2 separate regions of the Mus musculus genome follow, and region 1 is linked to region 2. A link is a contact called in public HiChIP or PLAC-seq data. All regions are on one chromosome and are shown on one strand. Each heading gives the region's core, a stretch centred on a gene start, on an enhancer-like site or on the middle of the called end of the contact. The rest is flanking DNA. Distances are from core to core; before and after follow the strand shown. Region 1 has its middle 39 kb from the start of Mir421. Region 2 holds the start of Jpx (Jpx transcript, Xist activator (non-protein coding)).

Region 1 (5,538 bases), core at 1,104-3,603, 40 kb after region 2:
ACTTGGTTGAATGGTGTTTTGCTAGGGGCAAACATGTGAAGGAATGTTTAGCTGAAGCAGAAACAGGAGAAAGGATGTTCTGCTAAAGCAAGCATGCTAGAGGACACATGATGAAGGATTCTTTGAGCCGGGTGTGGTGGCGCATGCCTTTAATCCCAGCACTTGGGAGGCAGGGACAGGCCGATTTCTGAGTTCAAGGCCAGCCTGGTCTACAAAGTGAGTTCCAGGACAGCCAAGGCTACACAGAGAAACCCTGTCTCAAAAAACCAAAAAAAAAAAAGGATTCTTTGCTAACAACACTCATTTCTTGGCCCAGCTTACATTGTGTAGTTGAGCTGCATTTGTCAGTACTCCATAGAGAGAAACATACCGAAAAACTTCCCATAGTGTGCTGCAGTTTCTTGTTGCTTCAATGGACTCGGGCTGATTGGCCAAGTAATGTCAGCTGAGACAGGTGCGCATACTGAGGCAAGACCTGTGGAGGACACGTGATGTTTGGAGGGTATAACTAGGACTCGATGGACAGTGATTGAGGCCAAGCTTGGACTGCTTATAGAGCTAGCTGTGAAATGCACAATGTGTGTGGGTCTCCAGTCTTGGATGATTTTCCGCTTCCCTGAGAGAGGCACAGCTGGGAACTTCTGGTGTCCCTTAAGGTCCCTCCTGCTGACTTGTGCCAATGCTGAGGCCTGGCTGTCTCTGCTAGGTAGTGCCATCACTGCAGATACCTGTTTGTGTTTGCAGTGAAGTGTTTGCACTGCGAGTGGATCGGGCTGCCACTGCTAACCTGTAAACTAAACTGCCGATTTCCAGACAACACAGACAGGAGTTGCTCCAGAGAACCTTTTAAAAAAGTCTGCTTCCCTGTATGCTTTCTTTCCCAGTACTTCTGGTGGGTAGTAGTCTACAAGGGAGGTTAAAGCATCTAAGATCCATCCATTATTAAAAATGGGTTTTGAGGGCTGGTGAGATGGCTCAGTGGGTAAGAGCACCAGACTGCTCTTCCGAAGGTCCATAGTTCAAATCCCAGCAACCACATGGTGGCTCACAACCATCCGTAACAAGATCTGACTCCCTTTTCTGGTGTGTCTGAAGACAGCTACAGTGTACTTACATATAATAATAAATAAATCTTTAAAAAAAATAGGTTTTGAAAAAAATTAAAGTTTCATCAGGTGCTCAAAGTTCCCATAGCCCACAAGGGAGGAAGACTGCCATGTGCCCCTGCTGTGGTACACAGAGGAAAGAACTTTCCTGTGTCAGCTGTCTGGGGACATCCTATAGTCCAGGGAGCTTCTCTCAGGGTTTAGCTGTGTGTTGTGTGTGTGTGTGTGTGTTGTGTGTTTGTGTGTGTGTTGTGTGTTTGTGTGTTGTGTGTGTGTGTGTGGTGTGTGTTTCCATGCCTCAGAAGCAAGAGCTCTGTTTCTCCTTTTCATCCCTAGGCTTTGGAAAAGTGCACCACCTTGGTGTACATGGCGCTGGCTGCCTGTGCCTTTGCTCTTGTTCCACATCCCACTCCTTCCTTCCCTGGTACCAGTGCCTCTCTCTGATGAGCTGATGAAAGCTTTAATCCCTAGCTCTCCTCTGTGTGGAGGCTTCCCCTTTAAGGGAGGCAGGGCAGCTGCATTCAGCCTGGCTGGGGAGCTGCCAGCTGCAGCTCCTGCTCTGGCCTCTGCTGGTGGCTGCAGTGTCTCCTCAGAGGGTCCCTCCCCTCAGGCCTGTCTCCCCTCCTGTATTGTGCTCCTGCTCTTAGGCAGCAGTACTGAAAAGCCTCATGGCACAGGCAGAAGGCCTGCCCCTCCCCCGCCCCAGCCAGACCTAGCTTTTCTTCCTAGGCAGGGATGTGACAAAAGGCTTCATCTTCATGCCTGCTCTGGCTCTGTCACCAGCACAGGCCAGGAGGCTGTCTGCTGGGTGGAGATGCTGCCTTTGAGTATGTGTGTTAGGGGCTGGGGCAGGGAGACAGTTATCATCCAGAAACCCAGATGTGGAGCTGGACAACCAGGACATGAGGAGCAGTGGGCCTACCTAGGGGCTTACAGGCCAGCCCCAGCAATACAGAGGACCCCGTAGTCAGGAAGGAGAAGCCACCACAGAGAAAATAGTGTTTTCTTGTGCTACCTGGTTTATGCAAGGATATTTGGAGATGGCGTTTTAAAAGTAAAAGAAATACTGTCTTGGCACATACTGTTCTTCACCTTTCTTTCAGAGGAGAGGCTCTGAGACAGGTTTCTTGCTAGTTAAGCAGTGTGGTTCCTGCTCCGCCGCCGCTGCTGCTGCTGCTGCCACCGCTGCAGCTGCCAAGGGACAAGCAACAAGCAGCCTTTGTGTCTATCCAGAGCCTCATGCTGAGCCAGCTGCCCGAGTCGGTGTAAACACGACACTGCTTAGCCCAGCTCAGTTTGTAATCCCTGGCCTAATGCAGCGCAGGTGCATTTTGAATGAGCGCACTTCCTTCCCCGCTGCAACTTATTACTGTCAGGATGCCAGTGGCTCCTTTTCTATAGTCAAAACCAGAAAATATCTGTGACCTGGGATGTTTGCACGGAAATATGAGTGTCCCAAAATCGCTCTCTGAGTGTAAGCCTGCTGCTAGTGGAGGCTGTTGTTAGCACCCAGAGAGGAGATGAGCTGGTATTTTCAAGGAGAATATTGTTTATCACATGCACCAAATCATTAAATCACCAGTACTATTTAGTGGGTGCTTAGATGTCTGTGTTCATATTATCTGTGCATAAAAATTCCCGAGAAGAAGCTGTGTCTTGCTCTATGAACAAAACTCTTCTGGAAGAGGTGTCTGTGTCTGCAGAGACTGATGATGGGTGAATTGGGATTTCAGGCCTGTGGAGAGATTGGAATTTTGCTGGTTCAGAGGTTAATTACTTTGTCTTGGGCTAGTTTTAGCTTTCTGGAATGCCTATTGTTTGCCAGGCCATTGTATTCCCTTAGCAGGACACTAGCTTCTGCCATTCAGTAGCTAAGAATGCTTGCTACCAGCTTGTATTTTAGGCCTATAATTATCACCTTCCATCTTGTTTTACTTGCCTTACTAGTTTATCCATCAATATATTTTAAACTTGCCTTGAGTTTTATAACTTTCTCTGCTCTGTAAAGCTATAAACCTTCATGAAACTGCTTCCACATCAGAACATGAAATTTCATGTAACCTAAATTTGTTTTCTTGGCCATGGTTATTTAAAATAACTCCAAAATAAACTAGTTCTTATTCCTTTTCAGATGTGATTTTTATAACAACAGATTAAATAATACTGTTTAATTCTATGTAACCTAAGGTTACTATTGCTATGATGAAACATCATAATCAAAGCAACTTGGAGAGGCGATGGTCTATTTGGCTTATGCTTCCACATCGCTGTTCATCATCAAAGTAAGTCAGGAAAGAAACTCAAATAGGGCAGAAATTTGGAGGGAGGAGATGATGCAGAGACCAAGGAGGGGTGCTGCTTGCTGAATTATTCTTCATGACTTTCTCAGTCTGCTTACAGAAATCAGGACCACCATTCCAGGGATGGAATTACCCATAATGGGCTGGGCCCTCCATCATCAGTTACTATTTTCAAAAATTCCATACAGAGGGAGGATTTTTCTCCCCTGAGGCTCCCTCCTCTCCTAGCCTCTGTCAAGTTGACATAAAACTGGCTAGCACAAATTCTCAGCCTATAACGCAGGTGAATATTATCTCATTTTACAGGTGAAGAAAGAAAGGAATAGAGAATAACTTCCCCAGATCTCTCTGTTAGCGACTGGGCCATATAACTTTTCCCCAAAGAATCATTTTTAAACCTTTCCTCCCATCACACACCAAATACCACCCTTTCCTTGGGTATACAGACTAGATCTCAGAATAATATAGAACAGTTTCCTGATTACTTTTAGGTCCCTGCTAAGGGCAAAATATAAATAGAATGTTTCATTTACTCTTGGGATGGAGAGCAGACCGAGAGAAAGTGTCTCCCAGAAGGGGAGCATAAGTAACAGGGCACAGGGTGTATCATATTCCAAAATATACAACCAGGCATGGCAGCTTCTGCCAGTAAATCCAGTTCCAGGGGCAATTAGGCAGTAGAATTACCATGAGTTTTGGGCCACCCTAGCCCACATACAATCAGAAAAGCAAAAACAGGGCTGGAGCTATGGTCCAGCATTTGCCTATATATTTAAGGCCTCGTTATTAGGAGCTTGGTAAACATACAGAGAAGCAAACGCAAAATACTAGATGTACAACTTACAGTCTTTGTTGTGCTGGTCATTAAACTCAGGGCTTCACACATCTTAGACAAACATTCTACCAAAGAATTACAACCCTTTTTTATTTCTTTATTTGTTTGCGTGAGACAAAGTTTTCTATGTAGCCATGTCTGTTCTGGAACTGCCTCTGTATACCAGACTGGCCTGGAATTCAGAGATCTGCCTGCCCCTGTCTGGGTGTTAGAATTAAAGGTGTGTGTAAGCATATCTGGTTGGAGTTACATTCTTTAACTTAAAATTTTAAGACACCTTCTTACTATGTTTCCCAGACATCCTTCATCTAGTTCTATAGCCCAGGAAAGCCTCCTGCCTTGGCCTCATGAGTAGCTGGGGCTATAGATTATGCAACTAGGCCTGGCTAAGATCGGAACTCTTAAAACTCCTAGGAAAAAACTCAACATTGGTTCTTGGCAGGGATTAGGGTTTGTGCATTGGAGTGGCAGGAGTTGTCTTGCTTTTGCACAGCCAACAAACTCAAAACCAGATTCCAAACTGGCAGAGAATATATTTGCTAAGGAGTTAATATCCAGAACATACTTTGCTAAGGAGTTGGCCAGATTCCAAATTGGCCAGAACATTTTTGCTCAGGAGTTAATATCCAGAATATTTAAGGAAGCTGGACAGCTAACTCCAAACCAGAACAAAACAAGCAAGTTAATTAAAAAATTAGTGAAGGGGCTGAGTAGACATTTCTCAAGTGATGGCAGGTGTGTGTGTGGGGGTGGGGGGTGGGGGTGGGGCAGGGTCTCACCAACACTAGTCATCAGAGAATAGCAAACCAAACCCACAATCAGCTCTCAGCATGCAAGAAAATGACCATATTATTCCAAAGTATTTCAGCAAAGCAAAACATTTTATTTCTGCTGAAGGGTCCACAGTCCTGCCCTGTGCAGCAGGAAAGCATGTGCAGTGGGATGCAGGCGTCTGTGCTGTATTGCTGTATTGCTGTATTGCTGTATTGCTGTATTGCTGTATTGCTGTATTGCTGTATTACTGCATTACTGTGCTGCATTACTGTGGTAAAGGGTGCTGTGTGCTTCCCTAGGAGTGCTTACATTCGTTATTGTTTTTGTTTGCTTGTTTTTGTTTGTTTGTTTGTTTGTTTTTGGTCTTTTGCATCTTTAAAATTTTTCTTTTCTTTTCTTTTTCTTTTATTTGTTCTTCTTCTTCTTTTCATAGCACATCCTTCCCTCCTCTCCTGAGTTTCCCTTCCCTCCTCTCCGAGAGAGTCCTTCCCACATCTCCCCTCTCCTCCAGATCCACTCCTCC
Region 2 (5,339 bases), core at 2,440-4,939:
GAATCTTAGGCCAAGGATGATATCGAGGAATACTCCAAATTCAATAAATAAATAAATTGTAGCTCATTATGAAAAAAAAGTAATTTTCTTCGAGGTGTAGCCTGACTAATTATTGTGTCTTGTGGTACTGCAAGATAGCCCAGAGAAACCCTCATCTTGACTGGCCATGGTAGCACATGCCTATAATCCCAGCAGAAGAATTGCTTTGAGCTTGAGACCATACTATGTCTTGAGAGAGTTCTTGTTTTTTTAAAGGGTGGCTCATGTTTGAAGCATAAGCTGATTACTTTTGCCTTGCATCATGGATAACTGCCCTCATATGGAAGAAGGTCTGTCCTGGGAGGTTTTGCTCTTGGAGTTCAACATGACTAAGGATGAATGAAATAATTTAGGAAGACACTCCTTCTGTTATTAATATGCCTATGCACAGTCAAGCAGGAGTTTGAAATGAACGGAAAGACAGACTCAAAATGAAGGCAGAGACTCAAGTCTTTAATCCTGTGGTTGGTTACCTTGTGAAGCCAAGTAGGCCATCAATACCTTTAGCAAAAGCACTTTCTGAAAACCTGTTCTAACAGGACATAAATTTCTAACAACAGTGCAACTTAAATTGTAAGAAAACACAGGACTGTTTCAAAGACTGATAGCATGTTGTTTCCTATGTTTCATATACAGCCTCATGGTTTGCTTTGGCTTTGCTCTCCACCCCTCTTTCACGTGGTCTCATGTAATTCAGGCTGATCTGGAACTTACTGTGTTGCTGAAGATGAGCTGAACTCCTGATGCTCCTTCCTAACTCTCTCAAATTCTGGAATTTTAGGCAAGCACCACTTTGCTCAGCTTTTCTTTGATTTTCATTTAGAATATTAAAGAATAGTTTTATTTAATCCCACCATTCAGTAGGCAGAGTCAGGAGGATTTCTGATTCCCAGTCTGGTCTACAGAGCAAGCTTCAGGACAGCCAGGGCTACACAGAGAAACTCTATCTTGAGATACCAATAAAGAAAGAAAGAAAAACATTTTTCTTGGGGCTGGCAATATGGCTCAGTGGTAGAGCAATGGCTTAGCATGTAATTAGAAAATCATGGATTCAGTCCTTAGTAACACACACACACACACACACACACACACACACACACACACACACACACGGGCTGAGTCTTGACTGCAAGATGGCTCAGCTGATAAGGAGCTTACCTCAAAGCCTGGCAGACACCCTGAGCTCCATCCTTGGAAACTATGTGGTGGACACATCCATATATTCTCTCTCTCTCTCTCTCTCTCTCTCTCTCTCTCTCTCTCTCTCTCTCTCTCCCTTCTTCTACCCCGCCTTGGTCTTTCTCAAACACAAAAATAAATAAATGTAAAATATTGTAAGAAGTTATAGGTCATTTATATAAAGAAAATTAAAGGAAATTAAGGAAATACTTTTAGATGAGAATAGAGTATAAGGTTTTTATCCTAAAACTAAAAGATTGTTCCCATATGGACAAAAAGGGGTGATGAGGGAAAAAACCAGAAAGTTTTAGTCTATTGCCAAAGGCCTGAGTATGTCACAAGAAGTTTGTAGAAGATAAAGTGAGGCCCGGGGAAGGAAGGAGAATTGGGAATTTACAGTCATTCTCTGCTACGTAATAAGTCGAGGCCAGCCTGGAATAACGGGGGCCCTGTCTCAAAAACAGAAGAGCAACAACGATATGCATGCCTGAAAAGCCAAATCTTTAAAAATTAGCTAGAGTCACACTTTCCTAGGTACTTCTTTCAACAGTTTTGCCACAGACATTAGAATGAAGTTGGAAATGCAGACAGTTGGGCTCCCAGATACCCTGAATCAACTTTTATATTTGACTTTTGTTTTTTTTAAGTTTATAAAAACTTTTTTTTTTTTAGAATTTTTATGTGTGTGAGTGTTTTGCCTGCATATAGGTCTGTGTACCACACTCGAGCATGGTGTCAGAGGAGGTGAGAAGCCTCATGCAGCTGCTAGGCATTGAACCCCAGTCCTTTGTGAGAATATTAAGTACTCTTACACACCAAGCCAACTCTCCAGCCCTGCTTTTGGGGTGTTCAACAACAAAGATAAGTAGAAACCAAATACGCACCCAGAGAAAAATCACATATATACAAAAAGCCAGAAATTTGAGAGGCAATGTGTGTGTGTGTGTGTGTGTGTGTGTGTGTGTGTAGTGGCGAGGAATAACATAGGAGGAATTGGAGAAGGGAATGGGGGAGAATATGTAATTATATTTAGATTAATTTTATTTTTTAGTATAGAATAGAGTTTATTCAGGGCATGGGGAGGGGAGTTAAGAGGGTAGCAGAGGCAGGGAAAGGCAGAGAGAGAGAAAGAGAGAGTAGAGAACTAGAGGCTGGCCATGAGCACATGGAGAGAGGGGGAAGGGAATCTAGATTAAAAATTTAAATGGGGGGGGCAATAAAGTGGTTATAGTCACAGGAGCATATCAAATTGATTGTCTTGGCCATGGGTGTGTGTGTGTGTGTGTGTGTGTGTGTGTAATAATTTTCACAAACTTGCCATCTCAGAGAAACTCTAGGAGGAAGAAAGGATTCCAAACAGGCAAATTCTGGCTACAGCTGAGGAGAGCTCGCACAGGAAAGAACTGCCTGTAATGGAATGAAAAGAAGCCAGGGCTTTGCTGTCTTGGGAAAGAGGGAAACCAGTGTAAGGGAAAATGTGCTACCTTCTGGAGAGAGGACAGCCCTCGGCTCCATGACAGCTGTCCCAGGTTGCCTTAGCAAAGCCTTCCTCAAGCAGATATTCACTGAGGCCCCTTCGGCAACTTTCCAACATGGTTTTACTTAAATACACACACACACATGCATTTACTTCGTGTGTGTGTGTGTGTGTGTGTGTGTGTGTGTGTGTGTGTATACATGTTTGCCTGTGTAGAGAGATCTGTGTAGAGAGAAGTATGTGCCGGGGACTGAACCTGCATCCTTTGCTAGAGCATTAAGCACTGTTAACCACTGAGCACTCGCTTCTGCCCCTGTGCCTCGTGGTGCAATAGGTAAAATGAGAACTTTTTTCTTTCTTTTTTAAATGGAAGTGTAGTTCTCTGCCTTTATTGATAACCCAAGATCCTTTTCTAATTTGTGTGGTAACCAGTATTGGTGTGAACATCCAAAAGCCAAAGGAGTTATTGTCAGCTTCGGCCCTGTGAGGTGTCCAATAGGAATAGGACAAGGTATAATTCTGTCTTTATCAAAAACTAGGGGACATACCCAGGCCTGTGGTTTACTTTGCCACCTAGCCTCTGTGACATGTAGATTGCAGTTATAGCAGCTACAGCAATGCTGGCAGCTAAAAACACAGAAGGGGCTCCGAAAGAGATCTCGGGAGCAAAACACAAGCTGGTCTTCTATAGAAACAAAAAAGAAAAAGGAATTTCGGTGGGGGTAGGGGGGGGGTGGGGGGTGGGGGGTGGGGGGTGAGGGGGTGGCAAGAGAACAAATTAAAGACGGGCAAGAAACGCGGGAGCACGTGAAAGATGCTAACAGAGGCAGCCGGGAGAGGAACCGCAAGCGCTCAGTCATCTGCGGAAGCGACCGCGGACAGTCCCGGTCACGTTGCTGGAGCAGCCATTTAGGGACAGCCTGACAGCGCGGCGCCGCGCGGCACAGGGACTGTTCGGCTGTGACGCATGCTCTCCGCCCGCCCGACCCCCCCCCCCCCCCACGGCACCACCAGGCTTCTGTAACTTATAAAATGGCGGCGTCCACATGTATACGTCCTTCCCGGGATTAGCCAGGCAGCTAGAGGATGACTTAATAAGGAGAGTGGAGAAACTGGCCAATTAATGAACATGCCCTGGTGAGTGCCGGGTCTCGCGCTGTCAGAGAGATGGCCGCCGTAGCGGTCACCACGCCGACCCGCCGCAGCGGTCACCACTCCGACCGCATGGTCTGCCGAGCGGGACGAGTAGTCGGCGGCTGGCACTCCGGATTTCTCCCCTATTCCGCCCACAATAGATGAGTGATCAGTGCCCACATCACCGGACCTCCACGGATGAACCTGTCAGGCTGGGGAGGCTCATTCCTAGGAGAGATCGTGTTTTGAGGTTTCCTTTTGTTTTCCTTTGTCTAATTGGGGTTTGACGGATAGTGAGTGTCTCCAAAATGGAGTGTTTATTCTAGCTCCCCAGAGGCCTCGAAAAACGGCCTCAGTTCTTTCTCATCAACACTTAGTAGTTGATAAAACTAGCTTATTGGTAACATTAATTATGGTATAATAACGCTTTTTGCCCTATGCCCTTTTTATGTACTCCAAATGAGGACCAGAGTATGTTACTAAATTTGTGGTCTGGGAGCATCTGTTATAATAGGGCCTTATAGGGTGATCTGTGTTCTTTTGTTAGATGCTTACTTGGTCAAAAAGACATTTCAGTACCTTAGCTAGGCATTGCTGAATAAAGTATGAATTGTTGCAACCATTTGGAAGCATTGATGTAGCTATATTTAGAAAAATAAAAATATATATGGAGTACCAAGTTCCAATATCTGGAACTCAGTAGTCTGACTTTCACGGCTCAATCCTTCAGAAAGAGAAGCATCAGTATATAAATAAGGATACCTAAAAGAGGATGTCTATGCAGCTCTTTTCTTGTGGCAAGTGATAAGAAACAACCTGTGTATCCATTAATAGGAGGATGTTTTAAAAGTCTGTATATTTTGGCTCTTTGGTGTAAAAGATGATATGATAGCTTGTTACATTAAAAACAAGTTGTAGGATAATATGATCTCATTTTTTTCATATATGTATGAGGGTGACAAAGGAATGTTTGCTATTTTTAAAACATTTCGGCAGCTTTATATATTATGACCTATTTAACACAAATGCAAACACAGAGAATAAAATGAAACCCTAATATTAGAGTTGACGTTTTGCCATATTTCTCCACAGTTGCGGCTCACTCTTTTGTCATCCCGTAGATTAAGCATCATTTTTAGTTTAGTAATTGTGCTTATTTCCCCCTTTCCCCCCAGTATTGGTTGTGGAACCTAGGACACTGTGGTGCTAGACAGTCACACTACCACTGAACTATATCTAGATCTGTTCCCACTTTAAGATTTGCTTCTAATTGTGTGTGTAGGAATGTGCACATGAGTACAGTTATGGAAGCCAGAAGAAGCCATAGAATCCTGTGGAACTCGAGTTACAGGCGGTCGTAAGCCCACTTTTTGAGCCCCTTAATGAAGTCTTCTGTAGTTGAGGCTGTCCACGACCCTCACTACCCATTTCTAGCTGCCAAGCTTTGGGATTACAAGCTTGTACCACCATGCCCAGCTTGTCTCTCTTACTTTATGTGTAATAACCCAGG

The links. HiChIP or PLAC-seq counts read pairs in DNA pulled down with a chosen protein or histone mark.
Region 1: an H3K27ac HiChIP or PLAC-seq map of microglia shows a contact between it and region 2, with 8 times the contacts expected there. The contact joins the enhancer-like site here to the promoter of Jpx in region 2. A contact is called at or near these places in 11 of 39 promoter capture datasets (the 3T3-L1 cell line, the C10 cell line, cranial neural crest and 6 more), 34 of 484 Hi-C or Micro-C datasets (the C10 cell line, CD4 T cells, CD8 T cells and 22 more) and 16 of 115 datasets of contacts at active chromatin or transcription factors (CD8 T cells, the SCID.adh cell line, astrocytes and 13 more).

Annotation. Positions count from the first base shown.
Region 1 is chrX:103,531,153-103,536,690 of GRCm38.p6, forward strand. No RefSeq gene overlaps it. Among named protein-coding and RNA genes, the nearest start is that of Mir421, 39 kb to the right of the region's middle. Within about 2 kb of position 2,354, at least 127 of the 459 cell types and tissues checked have an H3K27ac peak or open chromatin away from gene starts, as enhancers often do. A contact at or near this core is called in the HL-1 cell line, the N1E-115 cell line, the SCID.adh cell line and 16 more, where this site is marked.
Region 2 is chrX:103,489,869-103,495,207 of GRCm38.p6, forward strand. It overlaps Jpx (Jpx transcript, Xist activator (non-protein coding)), which reads left to right and starts at 3,690. Exons shown (of 3, transcript NR_015508.3): 1 at 3,690-3,832. It also overlaps the pseudogene Rps12-ps1.